Linked DNA regions of Zea mays: regions 1 and 3 are each linked to region 2. Evidence: chromatin contacts called from public Hi-C data. All regions are on one chromosome and are shown on one strand. Each heading gives the region's core, a stretch centred on a gene start, on an enhancer-like site or on the middle of the called end of the contact. The rest is flanking DNA. Distances are from core to core; before and after follow the strand shown.

Region 1 (2,908 bases), core at 191-2,690, 440 kb before region 2:
AAATGTTTATAGGATATTGTCTCCTTTCAAGCACAAAAGGAAGTTTGGTTGTCTTGATGTAACACCTCAAATCATATTTTGGGTAATTTAAGTTTATCCTAAGGTTTAAATAATTATGGTTTAGAACAAAAAATTTAAATAAAGGATCCTCATATAAAATTAATAGTGTCATTGAATTATATGTTCAGAAGTATTCTCCATAAGATTTAAATTAAATTATCTCTCCATAAAGATCATACAAAATAAATGGTCATAAAACATTAAGTTTTGAATAAGATTTTAATTGGACAAACAATGTATCTCTTGAAAATTAAAGTTATTTATGTGTGTGCAACACATTTGCATCATTTGAAATATGATAGTTAATATAAAAATATAATAATAATAAGTATATATTGCATCATGTTGGGATTTTGTTTTCTGCATTTGAAATGTGATATTCAAAATCAAACTTTAACTTTGATATGAATTTGAAAGGTTGAAAATAGGAAACATGAAATAAAAAAAATAAACAAAGAAAAAAAGAGGAAGCCAGATGGGCCACTCTTCCACATTTCGGCCCAACTCTGCCATTGGTGCCTCTCACCTGGGAGCCTGGCATGTCGGCCCAGCTTGTCAGGGTCGTCTTCAAGCTGGAGGCTCACCCGAGATCTGCTCGGTGATTTTCACTACTTCGTCCACCTTTCCCCTCGGCCATGTGCGCTCTCTGTTGCCCGGATGGCTGACCGCGAGATGGGGGCGCTAGACATTCTTTCCCCTCTCAATCTCGCACATGGAGTAAACATCGGGGTTGTTTTGTTGTGGTAACAGCCCAAAAATCCCGCCTATCAAGCACCCTTAGGCTCGGACTGTCCTACCCCGGTGATAAATACCTGGGTACCGCACCCCCCTTGGCGAACTCCTGTCGAGCCCCGCCTTAGAGCACGTCGTTGCGGCGAGTAGCTGGGAAGGAGATGGAGGGCCACCATGCAGGGTGGGTGAAGATCTGGTTCACCGGCATTGTGCCCTCGGCGGTTGGCAGGGGGTCTTCCTCGTGTCTCATGGGGGACGCCCATGACCTCATCAGGTGAACTTGAAACCGGTGGTGCATGGAATTGCTCAACGGAATGTATGGCCACCACCATGTCGCAGGTCCTCGAGGCCATGATCCTCTGATGCTCCAGTCCTTAGGTAAGGTCCCCAGACATCTTCGCTATTTTCGTAGCACCGTTTAGAATCAATCGGATCGGGGGTTTGATCCTGGGTGCACGGATTCGGCTTTCTCTGGCGGGCCCTCCACCGTGGGCAGGGCGCCTCCACCGTCGGTAAAGTTCGTGTGGGAGAAGACGCGTGGGGGCCATCAGATCGAAAATGGATGGACACGATAAGATCTCGCGTATCGTTCGGACATGGGGGAATGGTGACCGTCCGATCGTCAGGAACAATGTAGATTTGACTAGGTATGCGCTCTGAACTCCGCGTCCTTCCACCTTTCGATCTTGATCGGTGGGGCGTGGGTAATTAAGGCTTCTATAACATCCTGACCGTCGATCTTCGAATCAACAACCTCAAGCGTGTACCGCTTGGGTTAAAGCCAGATCTAATCCACACCATTGGGATCGGATCTGACAATTGGGAGCACGTTCTGGTTCGTCTGGGGTCCGATCTAATCCTGACGGTGGGCTTGTGATCCAACAGTCCTAGTCGAAGCGTACCTCTTCGGCCATGTAAATTTGCAAAAGAATCCTTAAATGTTTTAAGAATCAACCCGCGCTCCACGGCAATACAAAAGTAATTACAATAGAGCCCTAGAATTTGCAGTTTTGACCCAGAGCTCTGTGGTATTAATGGCCCCAGTCCAGATAGCTGAGTAATTGATTAAAATAAATACAGAAATCATTTTTAGTGCAAAAAATAAAGTCCCAATCTTAGGAAATTCATAACTCTATGAATTTAACTCTTTTTTGATCCATTCCAGTTGCAATAAATTCATATTATAATTGTTTATCATCTGGTAACCTTATTTTGTTATGAAACATAGGTTAAAATTATGCACTAAATTTCTTTTGTATCCAACCTTAAATCTACAGAAAACCACAACTCGTTAACCATAACTCCGAATTTAGTGGTTCTCGAACCTAGGATCGAGTTACGACGCGTAGATCATTATTATGCACTATGTTCTTATGTTTGGTGTGATGTTAATTTTGCATATACCTTGTTTATTTGTATTGCTACGAGTAGAGGCGAGTTTACGAGTCACTTGAAGAACTAGTTGGTACCTAGGAATCTCGAGTCTAAGGCAAGTTATGCCCTTGATCACTTTTTTACCCAATAATGTTCCTGTTAATCACTATGACATGCTCAGGTTAATCTGATGTAACCTAATAGGTTTCCCTAGACTTATTTATCCCACATCTTGTTTACCACTGAACTTTTGGGCAGTTTTGCTATTGCTTTACCTGATTTTGGGATAAATATTATATTATGATCATGTTCTAGTTATACTGTTGTTCTAATTATTGTTCATGACAAGATCATTGTGTTAATTGGAACATGTTGCTTAACTTCAGATATTCGTGCTACCACAAGGGTGGAATGGGACGCCCTTGGCTGACTAATTAGGAAAGCTAGTGGAGGACTACCTTACCCAAAAGGGGCAAGGGCGGTAGAGGAGCTGCGTATAGGGAGGTTCTCGAGTCGATCATGCTGCGATGGCTTTTTGGACGAAGGATTCCTATATTGCCCTTCTCAGAAACCGTAGCGGTGGAACTTTGTAAATGCCTCGTAGTGGATCCCTAGCCATTCACCTCGGAAGTGTCTAAGGGTCGAGCTAAACCTGGCTAGACGGGATACATGACTTGTGGGTAAAGGGCGCAACCTCTGCAGAGTGTAAAACTGGTATATCAGCCATGCTCGCGGTCATGAG
Region 2 (2,821 bases), core at 60-2,559:
TGCTCCGGAAGTGGATTAGTTTCCATCATAACGGTTATGCATCATAATATCACTAGTAACGGTTTAACATCGCAATCAGGAAAGTCAGCTGAAAATACTCTGTATGCCTCCAAAGTCAAATAGGGAAAGAAGGCGGGGTCTTTTCCGTTACTTCACGTTACCTATCTTCATGTAAATAAATTTCTCCATGAATCCATGAAGAAGCCGAGTCCGACAAAATCGATAGATCACATAACCGCAACAGAGACATCACCAGAAACCACAGGTCTAAAGTGCAATCATGCGTTCACACTGTCGAGAGCGCACGACGGCTGCATACCTAATATATGTCAAACATAGCAAATCTAAGATACTTCGACACTAGATATATATATAGTCTACTATAATTGGAATGAACTCGGACTTATCACTTCTCAGTCAAAAACCCATCAGTCAAAAATAGGAGCAACTAGTACAAGGTCAAAGGCTTTGTCGTCAGAAGGCATATATTAGCACAGAATGAAGATCGATGAGTATACTACTACTACGTAATACGGAGTATAAAATATGCGAAGTAATAAGGGGAGAAAAAGTTCGATCTTTCCACCTGAAAGACGGTGGAGAAGCTCCTCTGGCGGGCAAGATCGATCCCGGGCAGGCCGACCGTCCCTTGGGCAGCCGGCTGCTGCTGCCTCCTGCCGTCCCCGATCCCGCCGAAGGCCGCGGAGCGGAGGCGGTGGTGCGAGGAGCGCCAGTCCTCCTTGGACAGGAGCGGCGGCGGGAGGCGGGGGTTGAGGTGCGCATTGGAGTAGTAGTAGCTCTGGTACGCCGGGTCGGCGCGGAGGTCGTCATCCACGAGCAGGTCGGCAGCGGCCGCGGCGGCGCCCAGGGCGCCCTCGACGGTGGGCGGCGCGGAGCCGCTGCGGAAGACCTCGAAGTCGCCGCGGTCGGCCTCCGCGCCGAACGCCGCCGCCTCGCCGCCGCGCGCCGCCATCTCGGTGACCATCGGTGCCAGCGAAAGAAAAGAGGCAGAGAGGAAACAAAATAGAAAGGCTAGATCTTTAAGTCCGACGCGCTAGAAGCCCGCCATTACCGCGCTCCAGCGGCGGCGGCGGGGGCGGGGACCGGGTTCGTCTGGTCAGAGCGGGCGGATCGGGGGGCGGGCGTCCATCTGCGGGCGGTGCGGGCGGTGCGAGCGGCGTCCGGATTCGGGACGGATTGGAGGAGCTCCACTCCGCCTCCGAGTGGGGGGTGGTCTGTGTGAGCAGTGGCGTGCTGGGGGAGTGGGGGAAGAGTGGGGGAGTAGAGAGAGACTGGAGAAGAAGAAATCAGTCAGAGAGGCCCGGTTGCGGCTCGATTAAGTACAGCGGCCGGAGCGAGGTGCGCCGTTGGATTTCGGGACGGACGGGCCCGATCTGCCCGGGGGCTTTGGGTCCTCTAGGGTTTTGTTTTGTTGTTCTCACGGCACAGCCATCGCTGTTCCAGAGGGATAGTTTGAGAGATGGCAAAGCTATTTCTTGCTCTTGTTTATAAACGGTAGCAGTATACTGCAGGATAGTGCTCCTCGTGCTACGGTGACTGAATTAGGAGCGGTCAGTTCCCGTTATCCGAACCAAAAGTTGAAGCTAGTTAAACGCTGTTCGCTACAGCTGTTTAACGGCGTGTTTAGTTTGCAGGTTAGGCTGCTTTTGGAGTCATCAAGACCTACGTCCGAGTCTATATTATCATTTAATTTGAATCGCGGAACGAAGTCGTTCGTAACTTTCTAATAACAGACTAACACGTGGAATCAGCTCACTCCGCAAGAAAGTGCAATTCCTCTCCATCCGGAGCCAAGCTATGATGAATGAGCCAAATCATCAGACCAAATACACTATAAAATATTATAGCTATAATTTATAAAGATAAAAACAATATAAAAATATTAAAAGTTGATATGGATTAAAGTTGAGCGAAAATACGTACTTCGAAGCTGCCTCATCCGCCGAAATCGCAGTAGTCGAAGTGGAAGCTGTGAAACCACACCGGGAGTAGTCTTTTCTAGGACAGCTTAGAACACAACAGAAATTTCATTTCGGTTTGAAAGAAAAGGGGTCTATAGGGGGAGAATAGGATTATAGGAAACCTGTGTTTATTTTTAGTCAGGAGGAAAGGGACTGCAGGCAGTGCGTGCGTGGCCACTGCAACCATCAGCTCACCAGCCCACCACCACGTGACTGACGTTAACACTAGTATCACACTCTGTATGGATATGGATTGATGTATGGATTAACAGCAGTAACAACCCAGTAACAGTGGGTTAAAAAGTGGTAGCGGGGGATGAAGGGGACCGACTTTTCTTAGCAACAGCGCATGCATCTCGAGGCGTCGTCCAACTGCTCGCCCACTCACGTCCTCTCATGCATGCCTTTTTTTTATCCTTCGCATTTCATTTTAGATTAAAAATTAACTAATCAACGATAAATAAAATCAAGAAAGATCTTCTGACCGATCTATAAGACTTGGGTCAGTAATACAGAAAAGATATCGATGTACGGGAACGGTATTTGTACAAACAGAGAGTTTAGGATTTAGAGTTTTAAGGGTCCAAATCAAATTTTAGTGCCTGGAAAAAAAGTTCCCACGTGCTTAGACTATCTACCAGGTATCCCTAAAGCACGCCTAAAATTTTAGACGCATCTTAAAATCCTAATGGTTGTCTCTAAAGAACACACCGAACTAGAGTGATCTCTATTTCCCGTATTTTTTATACTATATACCTCGAATTAAACACAAAAAAAATATTTATATGCCATTTTAAACTATGATGATAAATGCATATATAAAAAATATTGGTGGCCTT
Region 3 (2,926 bases), core at 224-2,723, 280 kb after region 2:
AGTAAATGAGACACACCCATACAGGGCACGATGGCGGGATCCAACAGAGGGACGTCGCGGCGGCCAAAAGAGCCAAATCGGGGCCGACGGAGCTGCGCGATGCGACGACGGGAGAATGAAGTGAGAGGCAAAGGGTGGAGGCGAGGCTGGTCGGGCTGATGGAGGAGAAGGCGAGCGGGGCGATGGGATCCTGAGGGAGGCGAGCAACGTCGGAGGAAGAAGTAGCACGAGATGGAGGAGGGATCGAGAACACGGCACCAATCGTAACTCACAAGGAAGAGCCCTCGTCCGCGTTTACAGCTGGATTGGAGTAGGCACGAAGGCGTGGTCTTCGGCAGTGGTGCATGCGGCGGTCAGCGGAGAGGGCGCGGTAGCGGGGAGGAGGCATCGTGGTGGCCCCGGCCTGGCTACGCGGCCGCAGAGGAGGTGGAGAGCGGTGGCACACGTTTGTGGAGGCTGTGCTCATTCGATGAGAGGCGCGTGGGAACCGGCAGAGGGGACGACGCGCTACCAGCAGAGACGCGTCGGGGACGTCAGAGCTGCGTGCTATGGCGACGGGGAGGAGGGAGGGAGAGGTAGAGGGAGGAGGCGAGGCTTATCGGGCCAGTGACGGTGGAGGCGGTGGGATTGGAGAGGAATTTCACGGGATTGGAGAGGGATTTGGGGTCCGTGCCTAGGCGCCCACAACTGCATTGGACAAGGATTTCAGTTTCGGCTGTATACAACCACGCGTCGCGTACGCAATGGGCAGAAGCCCGCCGAGCGCGGAGAGCGCTTGAAACCACGTCAGTTTTTAATATCTCTGATTTAAAAATGTTTGCTAGTTATTTTTGAACTAAATCACGATAAATAAAAAAGAACGGAAAGAGTACAATAAAATGTCTAGGACATAGATGTTTGAGCTTATGGTCGATCCAAGAGACCCAGCAGTCACAATTATATGGGCGAAATTCAACATTCGTGGAGCTTGCAGCCCAACTAGCCATACCGTAGTTTCACCACGTCTCTTTCGATCGAGAATGTACTGGACTACTGGCCCATGCTAAGAGTGGAGTACGTAGCAGATGTGCGTGTTCCGTGCAGCCATTAATTACGAGATTGGAAAAAATACATGTTTGTTTGTTTCCTTGAAGTACTCCTGATCGGCGAGTACAGTGCTAGTATATATAGAACGGATTGCAGAGCAGTGTAGTTCGACGCGTTGAACGGACGGAGGGGAAAGGAAGAGGACCGTGGGGCGGAGGGTCAAAGCAGCTCAGGCACACGGTGACATGACACCAGCGTGTGTTGTGTTGTTGTGTGTGCCTGCCTTTTCCAGGGAAGGACAAGGAAGGAAGCTCGTCTCGTCCTGTCAACGCGGCGCCTTCTCGTCTCAACTACCATCGCCTTGCCTTTTTTTTTTCTTCCTTTGGCCCGGTCCGCCGGTTAAAAACATCTGCTTTCCTCCACAACACCACCACCACCACCGACACCGAGCAATCAATCAGAGCGGGCGGGGAGGAGAATACAAGGCCCCTTCGTCTCGCCTCCCACCACCAACCCTTCCTCCGCCTCCGCCGCCGCCGCCTGGAGCTGAAAGTATCCCAGATCTGAGCCCGCCTTCCGATGGCGATGCCTTCCTCCCCTTCCCCCACACGCCTTCCAACGGCCTCCTCCTCCTACTGGTGCTACCAGTGCGACCGCTTCGTGCGCGCCGCCTCCCCGCTCTCCTCCCCCGCCTGCCCCTCCTGCGGCGGCGGCTTCCTCGAGGAGATGAGCGCGCCGCCGCCACGACCGGCCTACCTCCGCCGCCCCCGCGCGCACCACGCCGCCGACTCCCGCGCGGCCTCGCCCTTCAACCCCGTCATCGTGCTCCGTCGCTCCCCGCCCGCCGCCGCCAGCTTCGAGCTCCTGTACGACGACGGCGCGGGGTCGGGCCTCCGCCCGCTCCCGGAGACCATGTCCGACTTCCTCATGGGCTCGGGCTTCCAGCGCCTGCTGGACCAGCTGGCGCAGATCGAGGCCGCCGGCGGGCTGGCGGCCGGCGCCCGCGACGCCCCGCCGCCGGCGTCCAAGGCCGCCGTCCAGGCCATGCCCGTTGTCTCCGTCGCCGCCGCCGACGCGCACTGCGCCGTCTGCAAGGAGGCCTTCCACCTGGGCGCCGAGGCCAGGGAAATGCCCTGCGCCCACATCTACCACGCCGACTGCATCCTCCCATGGCTCGCGCTCCGCAACTCCTGCCCCGTCTGCCGCCACCAGATGCCCACCGACGCCATCCCCCTTGAGCAGGAGGAGGAGGCCACGGTCGGGCTCACCATCTGGAGGCTCCCCGGCGGTGGGTTCGCGGTCGGTAGATTCGCCGGCGGGCGGACGCCCGAGGAGCGGGAGCTCCCCGTCGTGTACACGGAGATGGACGGCGCCGGGTTCAACAGCGGCCGCGCGCCCAGGCGGGTCTCGTGGGGGTCCAGGCAGGCCGCGTCCACGAACAGGGGCACCGTCCGCCGCTTCCTCCGCAACGTCTTCGCCTGCTTCGGGCGCGGCCACGCCTCGTCCTCCTCGCGCTCCCACGCCGTGCCTGAGCTCAACAACGACGCGTTCAGCCATGGCTCCAGGAGCCGGAGCACCAGCTGGAGGCTCGAGGACGGGCATGCCGACGCCACGGTGCAGAGTTGACGGACGAACCAACTCCTGCTGCCTGCCTCCCTGTCTCTAGTACAGCACGCTGCAAGAAGCGAATCTTGTTGCTTTTGTTTCATAATTCATTCGTCTTGTATTGTGTTTACCATACTGCTGCTCCTACTCCTGCCTGCTACTTAGAAGAAAAAGAGGAAGGGGAAGGGGAAGGCGAAGGAGGAATTGGAGGATTTGTAGAACAGGTCGATTGCAAGGAGACCATAAAAGGGTTTTCATTGTAGGTGGGGGATTGTTTTTTTTTTTTTTTTTTGCT

What was found. A called contact is a pair of places that touch in the nucleus more often than the background predicts.
Region 1: a contact with region 2 is called in a Hi-C map of tassel, with 2.7 times the contacts expected there. The contact joins the enhancer-like site here to the promoter of LOC100384506 in region 2. A contact is called at or near these places in 4 of 25 Hi-C or Micro-C datasets (ear, endosperm, leaf and 1 more).
Region 3: a Hi-C map of endosperm shows a contact between it and region 2, with 7 times the contacts expected there. The contact joins the promoter of LOC107546767 here to the promoter of LOC100384506 in region 2. A contact is called at or near these places in 8 of 25 Hi-C or Micro-C datasets (bundle sheath, ear, endosperm and 3 more).

Annotation. Positions count from the first base shown.
Region 1 is chr6:47,545,418-47,548,325 of Zm-B73-REFERENCE-NAM-5.0, reverse strand. No RefSeq gene overlaps it. Among protein-coding and RNA genes, the nearest start is that of LOC118472178, 5.0 kb to the right of the region's middle. Within about 2 kb of position 1,440, at least 18 of the 20 cell types and tissues checked have an H3K27ac peak or open chromatin away from gene starts, as enhancers often do. A contact at or near this core is called in ear, leaf and tassel, where this site is marked.
Region 2 is chr6:47,109,992-47,112,812 of Zm-B73-REFERENCE-NAM-5.0, reverse strand. LOC100384506 (Pumilio homolog 3) reads right to left here and starts at 1,309. Exons shown (of 9, transcript XM_008649972.3): 1 at 587-1,309. The coding sequence starts at 985.
Region 3 is chr6:46,829,057-46,831,982 of Zm-B73-REFERENCE-NAM-5.0, reverse strand. It overlaps LOC107546767 (Putative RING zinc finger domain superfamily protein), which reads left to right and starts at 1,473. Exons shown (of 1, transcript NM_001322846.1): 1 at 1,473-2,920. The coding sequence starts at 1,606. The coding sequence ends at 2,652.